Regions from separate parts of the Pan troglodytes genome. Here region 2 is linked to region 1. Evidence: chromatin contacts called from public Hi-C data. All regions are on one chromosome and are shown on one strand. Each heading gives the region's core, a stretch centred on a gene start, on an enhancer-like site or on the middle of the called end of the contact. The rest is flanking DNA. Distances are from core to core; before and after follow the strand shown.

What was found. Hi-C and Micro-C count contacts between places; a contact is called where the count stands out from the background.
Region 2: a contact with region 1 is called in a Hi-C map of stem cell-derived neural progenitor cells, with 1.9 times the contacts expected there. The contact joins the promoter of TP53BP2 here to the promoter of NVL in region 1. A contact is called at or near these places in 1 of 7 Hi-C or Micro-C datasets (stem cell-derived neural progenitor cells) and 1 of 1 datasets of contacts at active chromatin or transcription factors (stem cell-derived excitatory neurons).

Annotation. Positions count from the first base shown.
Region 1 is chr1:24,953,638-24,960,058 of NHGRI_mPanTro3-v2.0_pri, forward strand. It overlaps NVL (nuclear VCP like), which reads left to right and starts at 1,921. Exons shown (of 26, transcript XM_054659325.2): 1 at 1,921-2,275; 2 at 5,882-5,955. The coding sequence starts at 2,219.
Region 2 is chr1:25,281,858-25,287,591 of NHGRI_mPanTro3-v2.0_pri, forward strand. TP53BP2 (tumor protein p53 binding protein 2) reads left to right here and starts at 3,665. Exons shown (of 18, transcript XM_009441559.4): 1 at 3,665-4,015. The coding sequence starts at 3,989.

The DNA of each region.
Region 1 (6,421 bases), core at 671-3,170:
GCCACCATGCCTGGCCTCAGTGTGTTTTCATTCTATGTTGGACATTTGGCATGCACAGAATTACATTTCATTTGAAAAATTACTGAGCATTGACTACATTTGTACTATATGCTGTAGGGAATCTTTGCTAACATTTAATCAAGCACATAAATACCTAATCAAAATTTTTAAATGTTATAAAAAGTTAGTTATAATTCTTCCACTTTTCCCCACAAGCCTAAAGCGCAGAGCAGAGACTGAAACTGGTAGGCACTCAATAAACACTTGTTGAATGAATGCAAGAAGGCTGGAAAGTCCAATATCAAGGAGTTGTTATTTAGTGAGGGCCTTCTTGCTGTGTCATCCCATGGCAAAAGGCAGAATGGCAACAAAAGAGCCAAATTTTATTCAGCCTTAAAAGTGAAGGAAAGGCCAGGTGTGGTGGCTTATACCTGTAATCCCAGCACTTTGGGAGGCCAAGGCAGGTGGATCACCTCAGGTCAGGAGTTGGAGATCAGCCTGGCCAACATGGCAAAACGCCATTTCTACTAAAAATACAAAAAATTAGCCGGGTGTGGTGGTACACACCTGTAGTCCCAACTACTCGGGAGGCTGAGGTGGTAGAATCTCTTGAACCCAGGAGGCGAAGGTTGCAGTGAGCTGAGATTGCGCCACTGCACTCCAGCCTGGGCAACAGAGCAAGACTCTGTATCAAAAAAAAAAAAAAAAAAAAAAAAAAGAAAAGAAAGAGGGAAATTCTAACACATGCTATATGAGGGCATTAAGCTAAGAAACAAGCCAGTCACAAAAGTCAAATACTGGAAGATTCCACTTATATGAGGAAGTTAGTGTAGTCAAAATCATAAAGACAGTAAGTAGAATGGTAGTTGCCAGGGGCTGGGGGGAGGGAGGAATGGGGAGTTATTTTTTAATTAGTATAGAGTTTTAGTTGTACAAGATGAAAAGAGTTCTGGAACTAGATGGCAGTGATGGTTGCATATTATGAATGTATTATCACTAAACTGCACACTTTAAAATGTTTAAGATGGTGAATGTTCTTATATTTTACAACTAAAAAAATAAAAAATAAAACTACACATAGTGAAGAAGTAGGAAATGAAGTTGCAACCAAACGGATCAATATTTTGAGTGGGAAATCTAATACTTAATTCAGTGCTAATTTTTATATTTTTAGTAGAGACAAGGTTTCACCATGTTGGCCAGGCTGGTCGTGAACTCCTGACCTCAAGTGATCTGCCCGCCTCGGCCTCCCAAAGTGCTGGGATTACAGGTGTGAGCCACCGTGACCGGCCTCACGCCCTTCTCTTAATTCCATTTTCTCTCCCCTCTGCCCCTTAATACACTGCACTTAACCTTGTCATAAGCCAAGTAGGACCTGAAATAAGAATATTCAAAACACGGTTGAAATAAACAAGAAGACAGAAACTAAAGCCAGCATTTTTTTTTTTTAATGCTTGGTAACTGTCCCTTTGTGTCTCCCTAAGTGCAGGATAAACTTCTTGGGGCAAATACAAACGTTTGATAAAATTCTGGGCCAAGGAGTCTTGCACTGGATATATTCAACAAATTACCTGCCGATGATAACAGCGTAAGTCAAACGAGTTCTAAAAGTAACAAATGACTTAGTTATCTGGATAAATCCGTCCTTCCTTTTCTTTTTCACCTAGCCCTTTTGTCGGGCCTCTAAAATGTAAGATAACTACGTGGGAAAGCAAGCAGCGGCTGGTGGTGTGTTTTTACCCTGATTTTATCACTCCAAGTATCTACCGTGGCTGGTTTTGCGAAGACTAGCTTTGTATCAGAATGAGGTGTGGCTGGAACGCCTGAGGAAAGCAAACCAAGTTTTCCAGAGGACGCCGTTGACAGCGTCTCCGCACACCGCGCCGGGGTAGGAACTTCCTCCCGCCTGGTTCGCCCGGCGGGGAACCAATAAAGTTGAGCGCGTTCAAAGGGGTCCTAATCTTCCAGGGTCCACTGGGCAGGCCTGCAAAATAAGGCCCCTAGAAACTCCCTGAGGTTTTCAAGTCTTCTCCCTCTCCTCGGAATTTTTTCCCCTTCATTCGCATTACTTTTATTCTGACGGAAACGGCGCGGGCTAGGCCCCAGGAGGGGCGTATTTCAGGTGCAACTGGCCCGGCGATCGCGGTGGGCAACCCCTACGAGGCCCCCGGTTGACTAGGAGCTGGCGGTCCGAGCTGTGGCTTGGAAGACCGAAGCGATGAAGCCCAGACCTGCAGGGTTCGTGGATAATAAACTCAAGCAGCGAGTCATCCAGGTGTGTATTCTGCACCGCTTGGCCTCGCCAAGGGCCCCGATCGCTGCCCCAGGGTGCCACTCCCCTTTTGTCGGGTGGCATCCAGGTGGAACTCAACTAGTCTTCTTTCCCCAGTCTGGGTCTGGGCGTGCGTCTGTTCCTCCTTAGTTGGTGGTGCCGGGGCCTTCCCTACCCACGTTGGTGCGGAGTCTCAGGGAGAAGCCGGGGATGGTGGGAGGGTGCAGCTTGGTAGGGCTGCCCAAGTTGTCTGGTCGTCTTCAGCGCAGATCATTCAGTAGAGTGGAGGTAGCCTTTGAATTTTAACCTCTTTGGCTTGTGAAGTTAGCACAGGAATGGTCTTCAAACGCTCGCATTGTAAGAGGTCCTTGAGAAGGGGTGGCATAAATAATATGTTAATTTCCGTTCTCAAGGAACTTACACACTAAAACGAGATAACATGGGTCTGGCAACAGTAACAGGCACTTTGCCTACGGTTTTCTCGTTTTCATGACCATCAGTAAAAAGCAGTGTGTGGCAAATACCTTAGAATGTAAGCAAGCAGTCTGAGTTAAAAGGTGGGAGAGAATTTTCTTCACTTAGGAATTTGTGAGCTACACATTCTCCTTGTTTTTCTTTCACTTCACCAGCCCCTAAACAATCTCCTTTTCGGACCCATCTTTTCCTACCAACTTGTAAATGTTGGAAGTGCTCTGTGCCACTGTTCTCTTACCTCCCCTTCCTCCTCTTTCCTCATACACCTTTCTTATCTATCCATACTTCCTATGTGATCTCATTTAGTGTAATAACCTTTGAGTAGTATCTACATACTCTATTATCTATGTATTTATTTCATTTTATTTTTATTTTTCTGAGACATAGTCTCGCTCTGTTGCCCAGGCTAGAGTGCAGTGGCTGTTTATGGGCACAATCATAACTCACTGCACCCTCGGCCTCCCTAACTCAAGTGATCCTCCCTCCTCAGCCTCCCCAGTAGCTGGGACTACAGGTGTGCACCACCACACCTGGCTAATTTATTATTATTGTTATTATTTGTAGAGACGGGGTTCCACTATGTTACTCTGGCTGGTCTCTAACTCCTGGGCTCAAGCGATCGGGCCTCAGCCTCCCAAAGTGCTGGGATTACCGGTGCAAGCTGCTGCACTGGCCTCTGTATATTTATGACTGCTAACTTTATATCTCCAGTCCAGATTTTATCTTGAAGTACAGATTGATATATCCAGCTGCCTAGTCAGCATATCTCCAAATTAAAATGGCCAAGTGGAACTTGTGATTTTTTCTTCCTTCAAATCTGCCCTTTCTTAGTGTTCTGTATCTCAGTAAATGATACTACCGTTCGTCCTGTTGTTAAGGCCAAAAACCTTAAGGATCATTCTGAGTCTTTCATTTCCTGTATACCATCTGTCAACAGCCTGGTTGGCTTTACTTTCAAAATATATTCCAAGTACTTCTTACTGTCTTTCCCTGTAACCGTCTTAGTCCAAACCATCATCTCTACCTTATACTATTACAATAGCCTCCTAACTGATCTCTCTGATTCTGCTTTTACCTAAAGCCTATTCCCCACAGAGCAGCCAGAGACATCTAATTTTTTTTTTTTTTTCTGCTCACTGCAACCTCTGCCTCCTGGGTTCAAGTGATTCTCCTGCCTCAGCCTCCCGAGTACGTGGGATTACAAGTGCATGCCATCACGCCTGGCTAATTTTTGTATTTTTAGTAGGGATGGGATTTCACCATGTTGGCCAGGCTAGTCTCGAACTCCTGACCTCAGGTGATCTGCCCGCCTCAGCTTCCCAAAGTGCTGGGATTACAGGCGTGGCCAAGACATCCTTTTAAAGGGAAAAATCGGGCTAGGGGAGGGATAGCATTAGGAAAAATACCTAATGTAGATGACGGGTTGATGAGTGCAGGAAACCACCATGGCACCTGTATACCTATGTAACAAACCTGCATGTTCTGCACATGTATCCCAGAACTTAAAGTATAATTAAAAAAAAAGGAGGGGGAAATCAGAGCTTGCCATAGCCCTGCTCAAAACCTTTCAGTGGAGTCACAGACATCTAGAGTAAAACCCAGTCTAAAATGCCCTGCATATTCTGGCCTCTGTTGTCCTAGTTTACTTTTCCTCTCCTGTCCCAGCCACACAGACCTTCTCAAACATGCCAAGCACAGGACCTTTGTTCTCGTTGTTCAGTCACTCTGAATTACTCTTCCTCTGGATGTTCCCGCGTCCCACAACTTGCTCCTTCACTTTATTGAGGTTTCTGAGCAGTGACTCCTAATTACTGGATCTAGTGGCCTCTTCTCTGTCCTCACACTTGACTCTTTTCAGCGTTTGACATTATCAGTTTTCCTCTATAGCTTTCACTTTGGTTCATTATAAAAGTACAAATGAATATCCCTTATTCTAAATGCTTAAGACCAAAAAATGTTTCAGATTGATTTTTTTCAGGTTTTGGAATGTTTGCATATACATAATGAGATATTTGGGGATGGGACCCAAGTTAAACATGAAGTTTATTTATGTTTCATATACACCTTACACACATAGCCTGAAGATAGTCTTACACAATATTTTAAATAAATTTTCACTTAGCTATATATTTAATTTAATTTTAATTTTTTATTTTTGAGACTGGGTCTAGCTCTGTCACCCAGGCTGGAGTGCAGTGGTGTGAACACTGCTCACTGCCATCTCAAACTCGTGGGGTCAAGTGATTCTCCCACCTCAGCCTCCCATGTAGCTGGGACCACAGGTATGCACCACCATGTCTGGCTAATTTTAAAATTTTTTGTAGAGATGAGATCTTACCACCTTGCCCAGGCTGGTCTCGAACACCTGGACTGAAGCAATCCTCCCGCCTTGGCCTCTCAAAGTGCTGGGATTACGGGTGTGAGCCACCACGCCCGGGCTTATTTATGTATTTATTTTTGAGATAAGGTCTCGTTCTGTTATCCAGGCTGGAGTGCAGTGGCTCAATCATAGCTCACTGCAACCTCTAAGTCTGGGCTTAAGCGATCTCCCACCTTGGCCTCCCAAAATGCTGGGAGTATAAGCACAAGCCACCACATCCAACCAACTTTTTAATTTTTTTGTAGAGATGAGGTCAAACTTTGTTGCCCAGGGAGGTCTCAAACTCCTGGGCTCCCAAAGTGTTGGGATTACAGGTATGAGCCACCACGCCCAGCCAAAAGGTGATTTAATATTGAAACTAAATTGCCTCAAGCTAGTAGTTCTGCAGTATCTGACAGATGTCAAATATCACTGTGTTCCTTGAAGTTTAAAATATCCCCTCCTACCCTTACGAGTTTATTGCAGTGTTCTGGGGTGTTTGGAAACCTAGGATATTAGTAAGTAAGCCCTCACTTACTGCCTTATAACTATTCTAATAATTATTAGTATTGTATTATAGTGATTAATAATGTTAATTAAATTTTCTGATTTCATACTTGACAATTATTTGGTTACTTTTATTTATGTTTCTGGTACACTTTATTAATGAAGAGTTTATCTTAAAGTATAATGTGTTCAGATAGCTCAATCTGTTGATTAAAATCACTGAGTTTGAAATATTGAGTGTTTTGTATTTGTTATATTTTCTGTTTTAGTACCTTACCAGTAACAAATGTGGCAAATATGTGGACATTGGAGTCTTAGCGTCTGATTTACAAAGAGTGTACAGGTAAATAAATATAGTTTCCAGATCCTTGGATTTTTATGTCTTCTTTACCATTTTAAAAGTTTATATCCTGCTTAAATTTCCAGTTGATATCAATAGCTGCTGGCATTAGTTCACCAATCCATAATCTTGGAACTCAATTCGGTTATGCAAACATTTATCAAATACCTATTATGTGCAGTAAAATGTCTTTTGTACTGTGGGAAATGGGTCACTGCTTATCTTTTAGTACCTGACAGTCTGATCAAGAGATAGAGATGTTATTATATCACTTCCTTTCCTGCTTCATTAGAAAATTAAAACCGGGCCAGGCATAATGGCTCATGCCTGTAATCTCAACACTTTGGGAGGCTGAGGTGGGAGGATGGCTTAAGCCCAGGAGTTTGAGACCAGCCTGGGCAACATGGTGAAACCCCATCTGTACAAAAAATATACAAAAATTTGCCAGGCTTGGTGGCATGCACCTGTG
Region 2 (5,734 bases), core at 2,415-4,914, 330 kb after region 1:
AGGCTCTTGAAAGAATAAGCAGGTGAGGGTGGGAGTGGAGAGAAATTGAAACTTGGTAGAAAACAACCCATCTGAGAGCCATGTTTGAGTGGTACAGAATCTGAGAGAATGAAACCAAAGCACAGACAAGGGTTCTTTGGTTTCACGCTTCTATGATTAAAAAAAAAAGGTCCTCAACATACCTGCTATTTGGCAGCTGGGAATTCTCAATTGGCTAGAAGTGAGTTTCAGGACATATTGCCAATTGCTGTCCCTTTTCTCCTCCCTTCCCTTGGGCAGGGCATTTGTGTAAACAGACAGTAAAGAAATAGAACTGGACTGTCTTATTCCAATTCTTCTCTCCTTGCTTCCATTTCTATTGTAATTATTTTATTAATAAGCTAGGGCTGCCAGCACTCATACTAAGTATAATTTACTATTGTGTACAACCAGTTTTAGGGTGGTAATGAGACACGGTTTTTTGGTGAGAACTGGAAGGTTAGTGACCAATATCCAGAATTCTTTTCCTGGATGACTGTGGATCATAATATCTTCAGCTGTTTTGGGGACTTCTTTGTCTGCAAAAAAAAAAAAAAAAAAAAACCCAGTGGAATATGAAGTAGGTTTTTTGGTGTAAAATAGTCCCTTTATGAACTGCAGTTTACCAAAAAGAATTGTTGCTTCCCAGAACTACCATTCAACCCACGAATCCCGTTATTGAGTGCATACCCAGAGGAATATAAATCATTCTACCATAAAGACACATGCATGTGAATGTTCATTGCAGCACTATTCACAATAGCAAAGACATTGAGTCAACCTAAATATCCATCAATAACAGACTGGATAAAGAAAATGTGCTACATATATACCATGGAATACTATGCAGCCATAAAAAATATCAAGATCATGTCTTTTGTGGGAACGTGAATGGAAGTGGAGGCTATTATCCTTAGCAAGCTAACGTAGGAACAGAAAACCCAATACTGCATGTTCTCACTTAGAAGAGGGAGCTAAATGATGAGAACTCATGAATGCAAAGAAGGGAACAACAGACAGTAGGGCCTACTTGAGGGTGGAGGGTGAGCGGAAGGAGTGGAGCAGAAAAGATAACTATTGGGTACTGGGCTTAATACCTGGGTGATGAAATAATCAGTACAACAAACCCCTGTGACACGAGTTTGCCTATGTAACAAACCTGCATATGTAGCCCCAAACCTAAAAGTTAAAAGAAAAAAGAATTATTTCTTCCCACAAACGTGCTAAATTTCAGTATTAGGGTTTCTTTTATTATTAAGATTCTGAAAGTTAACATGTTCCCAATTGATCTCCTCTTTTCTGTAACTTGGTCCACTCATGGTCTTCTCCATTTTGGTTTGTGGCAACTTCCATCTTTTGGGACAAAAATTTGGGCTTCTTTCTCTCATATTCCACATCTAATCTGTCAGGAAATTCTGTGGGTTTGGACTTGAAAATATATCCAAAACCTGACCACTATTTGCCATAGACGCTGTTATCGCCTTTGCGCAAGCCACTTACATCTTTTGCTTGGCTTATCACAAGAGTTTCTTACTGTTCTCTGTTGACTTTCAGTTTTCCACAGCAGCTCTTAAAATATGTCAGCTGACATCACTCTTCTGTTCAAAACCTTTCCATAACTCCCCATTTCACTCAGAGCAAAGGTAAAGTCCTTAGAATAGCCTACAAGGCCCTCCTTGTCTGGCCCTTCATATCACTCCATCTCATCTCCTACTACTCTCCCCTCATCGTCTGCTCCAGCTATCTTAGCCCCCTTGATGGTCCCAGAATTTGCCAGGCAGGCTCCCATATCAGGCCTTAGCGTTGGCTGTTCCCTCTGCCTGGAAATCTTCCTTCATATTTGTGGAGTTCACACCCTCATTTCCTTCAAGACTGTGCTCACACACCGCCTTTTCAGTGAGGCTTACCTTGACCACCATATTTAAAGTTGCACCTGTACACCTTATCCCCTTCCCTTACCTTATTCTATTTTTTTCACAATAACTACACTTGTCTTTTGAACTTTTTGTTCATTGATGTATCCCTAGGACTTAGAAGAATATCTACCAAGTGGCAGGTATTTAATAAATATTTACTGAATGAGGGATGAATTTATTTTGCTTAACTCAGTATAACGCTCTTAAGAAAACAAGACTATAAACCAGATTTTTTGAGAACGTTAAATTCTTTTTTTTTTTTTTTCAGATGGAGTTTCACTCTCGTTGCCCAGGCTGAAGTGCAGTGGGGTGATCTCTGCTCACTGCAACCTCCGCTTCCCAGGTTCAAGAGATTCTCCTGCCTCAGCCTCCCGAGTAGCTGGCATTACAGGCATGCGCCACCATGCCCGGCTAATTTTTATATTTTTAGTAGAGACAAGGGTTTCACCACGTGGCCAGGCTGGTCTCGAACTCCTGACCTCAGGTGATCTGCCCGCCTCGGCCTCCCAAAGTGCTGGGATTACAGGCGTGAGCCACTGCGCCCGGGCGAGAACGTTAAATTCTAGTTGAATTAACCGTAATTTAGTATTTCCAGATACAGTATCTGGGATGGTGCAATAGGGAGTTCGATGGAGATTCTGGTAAGGGATATGGTGGGCTAAGAAAGAATTGTCTGTTCTTGATACTAGATAAACCCAGGGGATTTACCCCACTTCAGGTTCTAGAATCATGTATAAAGGCAGAGAAAAGTGATTCTGAGTGAACTTGCACTGACAACTTACTAGAACAAAGCTTCCTGGAGTTAGGGTTCCCGCAGTATGTGTCTCCCTGGAAGGTGGAATAAAAGCCTGAACCCGCTCTGCTACTCTTTGGAAGGCAGCCCTGCCATTTCCCTAGGCCTTGGCCTCCCTCCCTGGAAAAGGATGGTATCCACCGGCTCCCCGTATCGGAGGCTGTTTGCAGGGTGTTCCCAGCACCCCCCAGGGAAGCTCCTCAGAATGCTGCCTGACACATTTTTACAAAGTTTATTTTTATTGTGGTAAAACATACACAACATAAAAGTTATCCCTTTATCCAGTTTGCGGTGTACGTTTGTTAACCTTACAGCAAGTAACACATGAGTTTTAAATTAGAATTTGGACAACGGCAAATGAGACGAAAGGCGAACAATCCGAAAGCCGGATCACTGAGGAGCTCTGGGAACGCGCCGCGAGCTGAAGCCACACGGGGAACTCCATTTTGTCGGGACAGGGTCGGTCCTGGCCGCCTCCAGGGAGTCGGGTAGTTTCCGCGGCGTGGCCCGGGCCTCCCCTGAAGTCCGTCCGCCTCTCTCCGTCTCTCTCCGCCTGGCCCAGCGGCGCGGCCGCCGGAGGACTCTGTCCACGCGCCCAACGTCGGGCGCCCTGTTCTGAAGGCAAAGGGTCCCCTGCCTCGCACGACTCGGAGCCGCCGAGGAGGTGACGGCGGCAGCCCTGGGGCGGCTCGGTGCCATTCACTACCATTCTGTTTTCCTGAGGCGCCGCCTTCCAATTGCCCCGGCTCCGCTAGGAGGCGCGCGCTCCAGCCGCTCCGCCGCGCGGCCCCGACCGCACTTCAGTCCGGGGCGAAGAAAGAAAAGGCGGCCGGCTCCCGCCGCTCCCCGTCCACCCAGCCGGGCCCGCGCAGGCGCGCGCAGCTCCCGTTCCCGCGGCCGCCCCTCCCCCAGGCCGCCAGGCGCGCCGCGGGCGGGGTCGGCGCGGGGGGCGGAGCCGGCACGGGCTCGGCTGGGGCCCGGCCCGGGATTAGTTGGTTTCGGAGCGGAGGAGGGAGCCCCGGCCGTCACGAGCGTCGAAGAGACAAAGCCGCGTCAGGGGGCCCGGCCGGGGCGGGGGAGCCCGGGGCTTGTTGGTGCCCCAGCCCGCGCGGAGGGCCCTTCGGACCCGCGCGCCGCCGCTGCCGCCGCCGCCGCCTCGCAACAGGTCCGGGCGGCCTCGCTCTCCGCTCCCCTCCCCCGCATCTGCGACCCTCCGGGGCACCTCAGCTCGGCCGGGGCCGCAGTCTGGCCACCCGCTTCCATGCGGTTCGGGTCCAAGATGATGCCGGTAAGTGGGCGAGCGGCCGGGGCGTCGGGCCCGGAAGTGTGCGGGGTCGCCTGCCGGTGGCTGGTCCGCGCCCTCGGGCGCGTCGGGGAAGGAGCCTGGGGGCCGCAGCCCGCGCGTAGGGGCCGGGGCTTTCCGAGCTTCGAGCGGGTTTCAGGAAGGGGAGGCTCCATCCTCTGGGCTCTGCGCCCACAGCCGTCGTGGGGGCGCGGCGAGACCCTAACCTCGAGGCGGGTTCCTCCAGCTGCTCCGGAGTCAGGCGAGCCGCCCGCGAGCCCAGCAGCCACTCAAACTTTTCGTCTTTCACTGGGTCTTGACTTTTTTGCAGTTCTTGAAGGTCAAGAATACGGGAACCGGGGACCTTGTTCTTTGCTGTGTCTTTTTACTTTTTACTGGAGTGAAACATACGTTACTGGAACGGGTACCTTTGCTTTGTTTTTAATTGAATTTCGATCTTGATATCCACAGTAGCAGCTAAGTCACCCTTACCTCTTTGTGGAAAGGGGTTTTGGTAAATGCAATCTCGGAAGTTTTAGATTGCAGGAAAGCGTACGTGCCTGGCTCCCTTCGTTTCCCACAGCTTTTAGCAAGACCTCCGGAGAGGATTAGTGCCTTCTTTAGGAGCTCCGCAGGCTTTTGACACGGCCACCAGGCCACAGATGAACAGCAGGTTTGAGACATTTCAGAAATGTCTCTGTCATTCAGCGATCGCGGAATGGAGGTTTGTGGTGGGTTGCGGTGGCTTCTGCAGACTTCAGTAGCGAGTTTCTTCGTGGAAGTTGTATTTGCACCTCTCCCACTGAAGTGGGGACATCTTGCAGGCATCCTATGCTTGTGGCTCCATTTGTTCAGACAAAGAAACAAAAAGCTTTTACTTTTATGAAGTCTGTGGAATGGAGTGATGACAAAGTTTGCAGTCACACATACAGAGTATAATATGCTGTTCCCTGGCCCCCTGCTTGTGTCATGGAGGGCGTCCCAAACTCTCACTGGGCCGACCTAACAATTCACTAGAATTAGTAATTGGGTTAAGATGGTTTGGGATATTTTGTCCTGCCAGGATTCAAGGAATTTGAAAGTATTAATAGCATTATGCATCTTATTTTAGTTTAATGCCTGGTTATGAAATCAGGTTTGTAGTGTGAATACCCAATATTGAAATAATGGACCATAGATAAGGGTGATGGATTTTGCTGTTAAGATTTTTATTTCCTGGATTTACATTTCTTTGTGTTGAAGTAACTTGTACGGATTGTCTGTGAATTTTTCCTAACAGTAGGAGCAAGAGAAACACGTATCAGTTGTTGCTATGTGGTTTCTTCCTTGTTTTTTGTCAAGGTATCCTTTGGAGATACCCTACCAAGGTATCCGTTGTGTAGCCGAATTCATAAAACGTTATGTGGCTCTTGAGACTATATTCAATTTAGCAGTATGGTTCTTCTGATTGCCTTTCTGATGTCAGAATACAATCCTAACACAGACTCAGTGTGGTATGATGGCACTTACACCAGCTTTGAAGTCAGACTAACACTTCAGTATTGCTCAGCTACTACCTTTAGTGATGTAGCCACTTTAAAAAAACTTGTCCCTCAGTTTCATCATCTGTAAAATGGGGATAATAGTACTCAGCTGTTAGGGTGGTTTGAGGATTAGAGTTATGTTTATGAAGGAAGTGTGATTAGTACAGTGTCTAGCTTGCAATAGGCGGTAGATAAACGCCTC